Linked DNA regions of Rattus norvegicus: region 2 is linked to region 1. Evidence: chromatin contacts called from public Hi-C data. All regions are on one chromosome and are shown on one strand. Each heading gives the region's core, a stretch centred on a gene start, on an enhancer-like site or on the middle of the called end of the contact. The rest is flanking DNA. Distances are from core to core; before and after follow the strand shown. Region 1 overlaps Atp1b1 (ATPase Na+/K+ transporting subunit beta 1). Region 2 has its middle 96 kb from the start of Xcl1.

Region 1 (4,613 bases), core at 23-2,522:
AAATCACAAACTTGCTACATTATAAACAAAATGCCGACTAGTGAAAAGCCTCTTTTCTTTTTTGTCTTCTGTTCACTTCCCCCTACTGTGAACACCTGCTGATGCCTGAAGTGGGGGTGTTTGCCTCTGTTGTTTCACAGAAGGTAGAGGCCCCAGAGGCAGGTGCATCTGGAAAGGGCAAGTGTGAAGTCAGAGGCGCCTGTGCTTGCGTGCACCTGTGTGTGAGTGTTAGGTTTTTGTGAGACCAGGCTGGCCTTGAACTCATATACACCTGTCTCTGCCTCCTGAGTGCTGGGACTATGGTTTGTGCTACCACCACCCAAACTGAAGTATTTGTAAGAACCCAAAATTAGCATTCAAATTATTGTTTCAGTTCTCCAAGGTGACTTTGCAAGGTAGCAGCAGGACTAGTTTTTGCTGGTGGTGGCAAAGCAAGGCTATATTGAGCTTCACCTCCTTATTGGACACTTAGGTGCTGAGAACAGAGTCAGGAGGCAAGACCTGCTCCAGGGACCGTGGTTTGGAACCATATAGCCAGAGGATGGATGTTCTGCTCTGGCCTCTGGGAGTTACCACTGAAGTAGAGCTCACCCTTGTTCTGTTTCTACTAACAGCTTTAGAAGTGGGCAACGGAAAGCCAGAAGCCAAAAGATCTATGCGGGCGTACCAGCTGGCAAAGGCCCTAGTTGGCAAGGTGGGGGTGGGGGTAGGGATTTGAGCTATGGGGTGGAAATCGGTGTGATTCCAGCGTTTGATTTCGTTATTTATTTGCCTTGACTAGAGAAGGGTGGCACTGATTGCACGTCACTCTTCTGGGTCAGTGGTGCCACTGCAGGTAACTATAGTACACATCGTTTTCACGGGTCAGATGGCAGGCGGCAGGCAGCTGACGCACTTCTGAGCAAGTGAGGCCAGCGTATACATCTGGGTGAACCCAAGGTCCTGAAAAACAAGGACTGAGATACAGGGACTCATGTTTGGGGGTCTGGCACATGTCACTCTGTGTCTCTTAATGGGGACCTTGGCTTGGGATGGTGAGAGAATGACAAGGACTCTCGGTAATCCCATGGTCCTTTGCTCTTCCGAGAAGTGGCATCACTGTACCTCATACAGACACCTAAGAAATGGTCCCTGAAAGAGAATACAGAGGGACAGCTGGAAAGTGAGAGGCAGTGGGGAATTCCAACTGATGCCAGGGCAGAAGGGACAGTGACGTGGGTGAGCCTGCTTTGTGACCTGGGTCCTACCTTGTTTATTTTCAGTGTGACCTTAAGGTCACTTTGTAGGTGCAGCTTGTCTGTTGGACTCCGTTGCTTTGCTAGCAGGGTGGGGTTTTGCTGTGTCTCCTGCTCTGCTGGGGCCCACAGCTTACACTGCTGTTACTTAGCAAGCTGGCTGCATGCAGTCTCCTTTCGGTTGGCTGCGGTCTCTTTTCTCCGGGCTTCCCTCTTTTCTGAAGGACAGGTGGGGCTGTTCTAGCTTCTGACATTTGATCCCTTTCATTTCTTCAGCCTTCCAGCTGCCCCACCCTCCTGGGCCTGGGAAGCCCTGCAGCCCTGTGGTAACCCTGGGCACACAGTTCTGCCCTTTGTCCAGTTCTGCCTGACAAATTCACAGGCACTTGTTCTCCGATCTTAGGCATGACTGCCCCTCGAGAGTCCACTTTCTCAGGATCCCAGGGCTGTTCTAGGAAAACACCCCCATTCTCCTGGTTTTTAATTCTCTAGCACTGGTCTGTGCCCTTCACTCCCCCAGGGCCAGGCAAATCACCTTGACTTAACGTCCTGTTTACAACTCTGGGCAGCCCTCTAGCTGCCTGCCCCTGTTTCAGTCCTATCTGTTTGTTGTCCCACACTCTTGCCCTCGATGGCTTTCTCCTTGCAGAGGTCAGAGGTTCTCAGTGCTTTGCATCATAGCACAATTGGTAAGTCACAGGGCAGCCTCCCATGTAATATAAAAACAAATTATCTAGAATATACTGAGATTGATTTAGACATAAAAAGCAATCTTTCCTGATTTAATCAAGCCAGGTGTGGTGGCTCACACCTTTGATCCCAGCGCTGGGGAGGCAGAGGAAGGTGGATTTCTGTGAGTTCCAGGCCAGCCTGGTCTACAGAGTGAGCTCTGGGACAGCCAGGGCTACACAGAGGAACCTTGTCTTGAAAAACCGGGTGTTGTGGTGGGGGAGAATGTTTAATCATGAGTACCCTTTGTTTATTTCAAGCTGAAGACTTTATGAGCTAATTCTGAAGCACCTTTCCCCCGTCCACAGCTTCCCCTCTGTCCTTTAGACTTTGCATTAGCCTGTCCAAGAAGATTCTTTACATTTAAAAAAAAGTCACTTTTATAAGAAGTATAGGGTGCGTGTGTCATGGTATACACATGTGGCGTATGTGTATACGAGGACAACTTTGTGGAGTCAGTTTTCTCTTTGCACCTTTATGAGGGTCCCAGGATCCAGTCAGGTCAGTAGGCTTGCACAGCAAGTGCTTTCCGTGCTGAGCAACCTCGCTGGCCCACGCCCCAGAAGATTCTTTGTTGTTCGGTTGGTTTGAGACAAAAAGTCTCATTGTGTAGCTCTGGCTGGCCTTGAACTTGTTTCAGGCTGTCCTGGAGCATAGAGAGCTCCATGAGTGCTGGAATTGAAGGCCTGTGCCACCGTGCTGCCCAGGAAGGTGCTTGTCATCAATCCTGACATTGTCATCTTGAGCACTCCTCTTCCCAACTCTACTCTCGCTTCCTTGTCTTCATCTCCACCCCTTCTGCCATCGCTATGGGGGCTGTTCACTGAGCAACCTTCAGGTGGGCCATGCAACCCCTTTTGAAGCTCAAGGCAATCTTTACTAGAAAAACTAACCGCTATTGCCTTTAACTTGTGTTGAAGGCTTCTTCTCAAGTCCCACACATGGCGCTGGCAAATAATTAACTAAGTTGGTTGTGCGTCCACTCGAATTTATGTCATTGTCTGCACTGATGTCGCCACTATTCAATTCTGATTCTCCAGAGCAGTCATTCTAAACCGAGGGTGCTTTATGCCCAGGTAGGGCTGGAATGGATCCTATGAGGCTGCTGGTCGAACCAGCCTTTGAGGAGAGTGGTGTGGGTGCTCCCAGTTGCCAGGAGGAGATGGAAGGAAGTCAGGTACAGCTCCTGACTAGAGGCGCCTGACACAGAGTGAGGCTGCCAGATGTCACAACAGAAAACACAGGATAGCTGGTTACCTTGAAATTTGTTACACAGAGTGTGTTCCAAGGAACTGCCCCACGCTTATTTGCAACTGGAAAGTAATTGGGTATCTTTATCTGTCTGTTCTGGACTGGACTGTCTTTCCACCTCACTGCCCTGGACCTGGTGGTGCTGTGTAGTGTAGTCCGAGTGCCCATTTGGAAAACACTACGAGGGCGGAGGCTACTGGACACGAGAGAGTAACAGCAGAGAAGGCAAACCCACGTCATGCGTCTTGAACTTCACTCTGACAGGGCCGACATGCTCAGACATTTGTATTGGCAACTGCATATGTGTCTTGAGTCGTCCCCCATTAGAAACTGAAAGAATCTATCCTAGGTTACAAGAGCCAAAGGAGCGTCTCTGTGGAGCAGTCCTGAGGTTAGAGAGACTGGGGTGACCTGGAACACAGGCAGGGGCAGGTGCCTGCTCCACATACTTCGGTGCTATGACTGAAGGGACAGCCACCTGTGTACCGGCTGCTAGCAACACGGCTTTGAACGTGACTGCATTCGAGGGCCCTAGAGAACCCCGGGGTTTGGAGAGCCGCACACCTGGGTCGGGATTCTGGTTCCACTGCTTTCTCTGCATCCTTGGCACAGCACTCTGCTTTCATTCTAAGTGGCGTTCTCATTCATAAAACAGGCTAGTGCCTACTGTGAAGTGTTGGCAAGGAAACTGGATGTTATTTGATATTGCATCACCGCCATTACATTTAGACAGCTAATCTAAATCCCATCAGATTGGATTCACCAGGGAAGTGGGGACTTAATCCATCCCGAGTTAAGAGGGGGCAAGGGAAGTGTGTTTGTGCCGGGAACGCCTGCTTTTGAAGTCTCCTGGTTGCGTTCCTACTAATAATGTCTGTCTTCCTGACTCTTCCCTGGTGTAGGATTGACACAGATTCCTCAGATCCAAAAGACTGAAATTTCCTTCCGTCCTAATGACCCCAAGAGCTACGAGGCCTATGTGCTAAACATCATCAGGTTCCTGGAAAAGTACAAAGATTCGGCCCAGAAGGACGACATGATTTTCGAGGATTGTGGCAGTAAGTGAATGACTCACTGATGCACGTGGCCCCGCTATTGGACGAGATGTCTGTCAGTTTGCTTCACTGCTTTAGCAGTCTAAAGGCAATGTCTCTGAATTCCTGTTAGAATTTACAAGGAGGGTTAGGCTTTCACCTTACTTCACAGTGATAAAAAAGGGACGAATGATGAACAAGGAGAAATCATGTTTAAAGAGGAAATGATTTAATAAAATACCCATTTTGATAATAATAGTCATACATAATATATATCAAATATACAATAGATAATATATATCAAATATACAGTAAAATACATGCACCGTTTTTCTGCAGCATGACTTAAATTCTGTATCCTTTC
Region 2 (4,748 bases), core at 112-2,611, 550 kb before region 1:
CCTTGCCATGGATGTTCCAGAATGGTTCCACAAGCCGGACCCCAGTAGAAGAAGCTCCAGAAGCATCTGGTTCAAGGCTAAAGCCAAATTAAACCTGCCTCTCAGGCCATGCAAGTGTGCTGAAGGGAAGTGAACAAAAGGAGAAAAGCTTCTAGTAAGGGCCTATGATGTGCAGCCAGGCTAACGAGGAACTCTCAGGCCACCTGTTTCGGCCTCCTGCTCTGAAGAGAGCCTTCCTGGGGCCGAGGAAATCGGTCCCGTTTCGAAAGGCTGCTATGAAGAAAGCCCTGCTAGTCTTGCTCTTGCCGTCCCTACATGCTCTGCGATTAGGTGCGCCCATTCTTTGTATTCCTGGCTTGAGCTCAGGGTCTAGGGTTTCTAGAACACCAGAGCTGGGGTATTTGGGAAGCTGAGTGTTTTGTGGGCACCCCGTGTATAGGAGTCTGACAACGAGTGATGAACTTAGCCGTGGAGAAAGCTGGTTCCTTCGGTTGCCACAGAAACCGAATCGAGCTGGATTTAGCCTTAAATTACAGGGTACACACAGAGATGGAGTTAAACATTTGTCTACCCTGCCTGACTTCCTTTTCTTTCCACACCGAGCCTTCTCAGAAAGTGGCAGCAGCACCCGTGAAGCTGAGTGGGGGCAGCAGAGCACAAAGGGCACGGGTGGGGGCTGCCAAGGTTTTGAAAATGCCAAGGACAGCAGATTCCCACCAGAGGCAAGGTTACTGCCCAAGCAGCTTCCTCCTACACGCTAGGATCTGCCACGAAGGAGTACATCAGGGAAGAGAGCAGAGAGCTGAGCAGGATTTAAAGCCATTGCTTTGGAGACATTTGCTACAAGGTGCACATGGCCGCCGAGTACTTGCAGATAGCTTGCTGAGATGTGCTTTACAAAACCCATATACCAGATTTCAAAGACAGCACGATAAGAGAGAGAGAGAGAGAGAGAGAGAGAGAGAGAGAGAGAGAGAGAGAGAGAGGGAGAGAGAGAGAGAGAGAATATGTCATGTAAAATATTCATTACATTGAGTTGACATTGAGTTGACAATGTTTTGGATATGTTAAGTAAGACACGGCTTTAAAACAATTCCACCTATTTCTGCTCACTGTTGGCAATGGTATTGCTCCATAATTTAAAATCCCACGGGTGGCTCACACCATATTCCTGTCGGGCTGTTCATGTACTGAGGCTGTTTGAATGGATTAAGACAGTCTGTTAACTGGAGAACCTCAAGTTTCTTCTGATTATCTGCCAGATAGAGATGTTAATGCCCTCTCTAGAATCCTCCGAGCCTATGACTAGCATTTTATGCTACGGTATGTTCTACAGAGCCCTCTGCAGGTTTCCCCCTTAAAGTCAAGGTAATATCGCCACAGTTAAATGCATGCCGACTCATTCTTCAGGAGCTGCACTGGGTATGCATCACAGCGTGGCCAGAGATTTCCAAAGAAGCTACACGAGCAAGTGGCTCGGTTCCTCCACATCACTGTGTTTTCTCTCCGCCAGCAGACATTTATGCTAAGGGTCTTTAGATGGACACTGCCTTATAGAAGTGTCTTATAGAAGAAGAAAAAGTCAAGTCTGCATTACAGATGGGTTGTCGTGTTAGTTCGTTTTCCATTGCTGTAACAAAATACAGTAGGCTGGGGACTTTGTATAGAGGAGAGGTTTTTTTGGCTCGTAGTACTGGAGGCTGCAAGGTCAAATAGCACTGCAAAGGGCTCCCTGGCTGTATTACTTCATGGTGGATGGCATCCTGTGGGAGGAGCATTGTGAGCAGGAGAAATCATGGCAAGGCAGGAAGCCAGAGTGCAGGGAGGGTCTGCTTTTTCCCTGTTCTTTCTCTTAGAACTAAGTAAAGTCCAAGGTAACTATATCAATTCTCCTTGATGATAGCACCTTATATTAGGCTCCACCTTTAAACACCCCCATGAATTTGCATGTAGGTTCAAGCTTGCAAATGAACTGCTATGAATGGGTCTTTAAAACACTCTAGGCAATGCCTTGTGCAGTAGACATAGTCATTCTTCTGGTAGAGATGGGTTAAGTGGGAATATCCATGAGTTCCTGAGAAAGAACATATAATTGGAGTAATTGGTTAGGGGCCTGGCAAGAGAAAGGGTGGCAGGAAGAGGCATACAGACAAGCCTCTGGGAGAGAATCTGTCCTAGGGTTTCTTTCCTGCACAAACATTAGGACCTTGAAGCAAGTTGGGGAGGAAAGGGTTTATTCAGCGTACACTTCCACATTGCTGTTCATCACCAAAGGAAGTCAGGACAGGAACTCACACAGGGTAGGAACTAGGAGGCAGGAATGGATGCAGAAGGCATTGGGGAATGCTGCTTCCTGGCTTGCTTCCCCCTGGCTTGCTCAGCTTGCTTTCTTATAGAACCCAAGACTGCCACCTCAGGAATGGCACCACCCACAATGGGCCCTCCAACACTTGATCACTAATTGAAAAAAATGCCTTACAGCTGGATCTCATGGAGGCATTGTAAGATTCAAACATAATGGCTATGGCTGCCTTAACCAGAGAGTTTCCAAAGAATTTAGCATAACACCCTGTCCAAAGAATTTAGAATAACACCCTGTCCAAAGAATTTAGAATAACACCCTGCTCCTGGGTGCTAACTGCAAAGAGGGCAGGGCCCTTTTCAGTCCCCCATCTGCATGCCAAAGATATCTCTACATTGAGGAATGTAAGGGTCAACGTGCATCATCAAGGTCCAACTCATGCTGTTGCCAAAGGCTGTCCTCCACAGTGTATAAAAAGTGTGTGCTTTTGCTACTCTGGGGTTGCCTCTGTCCCAATTACAGGGCAACCCCAGCATGCTGGATCATTAAACCTCTTGCTTGATTGCATCACTCTCGGTCTCCGTGTTTTCATGAGTGGGATCTCCCGGACATAGGGCTCATCAGGTCCTACAGCATTTCCTCAAGGGAGGTTCCTTTCTCTGTGATAACTCGAGCTTGTGTCAAGTTGACACACAAAACCAGCCAGTACAGAATCTAAGGGTTTAAAAACCTTTGTGTTACACGTTAATACCACCTGAAGGAAATCACCTTGGAAGAAGCACTGGGCAACCCAAGAGAATGACATCATCTAGCCTCTGTTTTCTGTCACCCAGTGTCTGGCAATGGATGTACGGGTTACAGTAACCACGGCTGTGGTGGTAGGGATTGAGATGACCCACGTGATAAATAAACAAGCAGTGTAGGGGGTTGTGACCTCAAGAGGTAGAATTCAGGGATCCAAGAGAGGAGTACAAATGAGGGTGGTCTTGCTCTCTACTCTTCCCAGTGGGATATGTGACTTCATTCCCTGACAATGTAAACTCTTGGTCCAGAACAACAGGTTCCCAGAGGAGAGCTTTCATCAGTGGACAAGGGCTCATTATATTCTAAGCTGCTACTGCCCTTCTGCCAACTCCTTGTACTAAGAGATCAATGGGGGAAAAGCTCCATCATTCTGACAGGTGTGAAGGACCCCCCCAAGAGGAGGTGATAGTGTCATTATCACATAAAGGGACAGGAAGGCTTATGGTTAACACTAGGACCTCTCTTGATAGTGCCCAGTTGAAAACAAGTGGCCAAGAATAGATCCATGGGGGGGGGCAGGGGCTCAGTCTCTTCAGGGGTAAAGGTTTGTGTAGTCTCATTCAATACTCAGGCCATCAGAAGGGCTTAGCAAGGGGGAAAAGAATTTATAATGGATAGTAGAGGAGCCTACTATCTAGAAAAGAATCAGCTGGTGCCTCAGTGTCAGACGCAGTAATGGTGGTCTGTCTGTCCTACTCCCACTAATCTGAAAGTTTCCCCAGTTGGATAAAGCAGCCAGAATAACAGAGAAAGGGCAACTTAGAAGCTGATACACTGTGCTGGATTTTGGATATTTCTTAGATTTCTCATGCAGGACTAACATACCTGCCTCCTAGATGCCGAGAGAGTATTTGCCTACTAATGGCCTGAGAGTCTCCTTTTTTTCCTCTCATCTGAGGGAGCCCAAGATTCTAGCTTTCCTTAAAGGGAAACCCAAATCCAGTGACTGAGTGGTCCAGAATATCATTTGTCTGCTTATTGGTCTGGATTCAGGACAGCATTGCAGGATATTCCAGCCCCTGAGCTTCCTGTAAACTTTAACTACTCCCTTTCCCCAGTCTTGCTTCTGTTGCTCCCTTAATCATTCTTGAGAGCACCCGAACCCTCCCCAAACTCTCCCTGCATGCCAATCTGTCTTACAATGCATTTCCTGGACTATCCCACCTGAGAACTCTATTGGCAGCATGATGTAAGAGAGTGTTGAACTCAGCTCAGAAGCTCTGAGTTCTAGCTTAATAGGTGACCAGGCTAGCCCAGGCTATCCATGTGTAAAATGGAGATATTGGGGAAGGTGATCTGGAGCTACTTCTAGCTGTGACTTTGCACTAGTTGTGAAGGACCAGGAAAAATTCAGACCCCCTAGCAAACAGAGTGGAGCCAAAAATGTAGGTTAGCCAGTTCAGTGACTCTGTCCCAGGAACTAGCTGACCATAAAGTTAGATTACATCTTGAAAACAATCTTGAGAAACAGGAAGCTTCTCCTGGTGATTTTTCATTGGTGTTCTCGACATTTTCCAATGACGCCATCCCTACCCCCTTGGGGTTGTGGTTTCTTCCTTTAAATACCTCTTCTCTCAGCTACTCATCGTCGAACTCCTCTACCCCTGCGTGGGATACGAGTCTCGACCCCAGTGCACTGGTT

What was found. Hi-C and Micro-C count contacts between places; a contact is called where the count stands out from the background.
Region 2: a contact with region 1 is called in a Hi-C map of kidney, with 2.5 times the contacts expected there. The contact joins two enhancer-like sites. A contact is called at or near these places in 3 of 12 Hi-C or Micro-C datasets (the A7r5 cell line, frontal cortex and kidney).

What each region holds. Positions count from the first base shown.
Region 1 is chr13:79,325,555-79,330,167 of GRCr8, reverse strand. It overlaps Atp1b1 (ATPase Na+/K+ transporting subunit beta 1), which reads left to right. Exons shown (of 6, transcript NM_013113.2): 3 at 4,118-4,273. Among named protein-coding and RNA genes, the nearest start is that of Atp1b1, 12 kb to the left of the region's middle. Within about 2 kb of position 1,272, at least 16 of the 93 cell types and tissues checked have an H3K27ac peak or open chromatin away from gene starts, as enhancers often do. A contact at or near this core is called in kidney, where this site is marked.
Region 2 is chr13:79,878,639-79,883,386 of GRCr8, reverse strand. No RefSeq gene overlaps it. Among named protein-coding and RNA genes, the nearest start is that of Xcl1, 96 kb to the right of the region's middle. Within about 2 kb of position 1,361, at least 40 of the 93 cell types and tissues checked have an H3K27ac peak or open chromatin away from gene starts, as enhancers often do. A contact at or near this core is called in kidney, where this site is marked.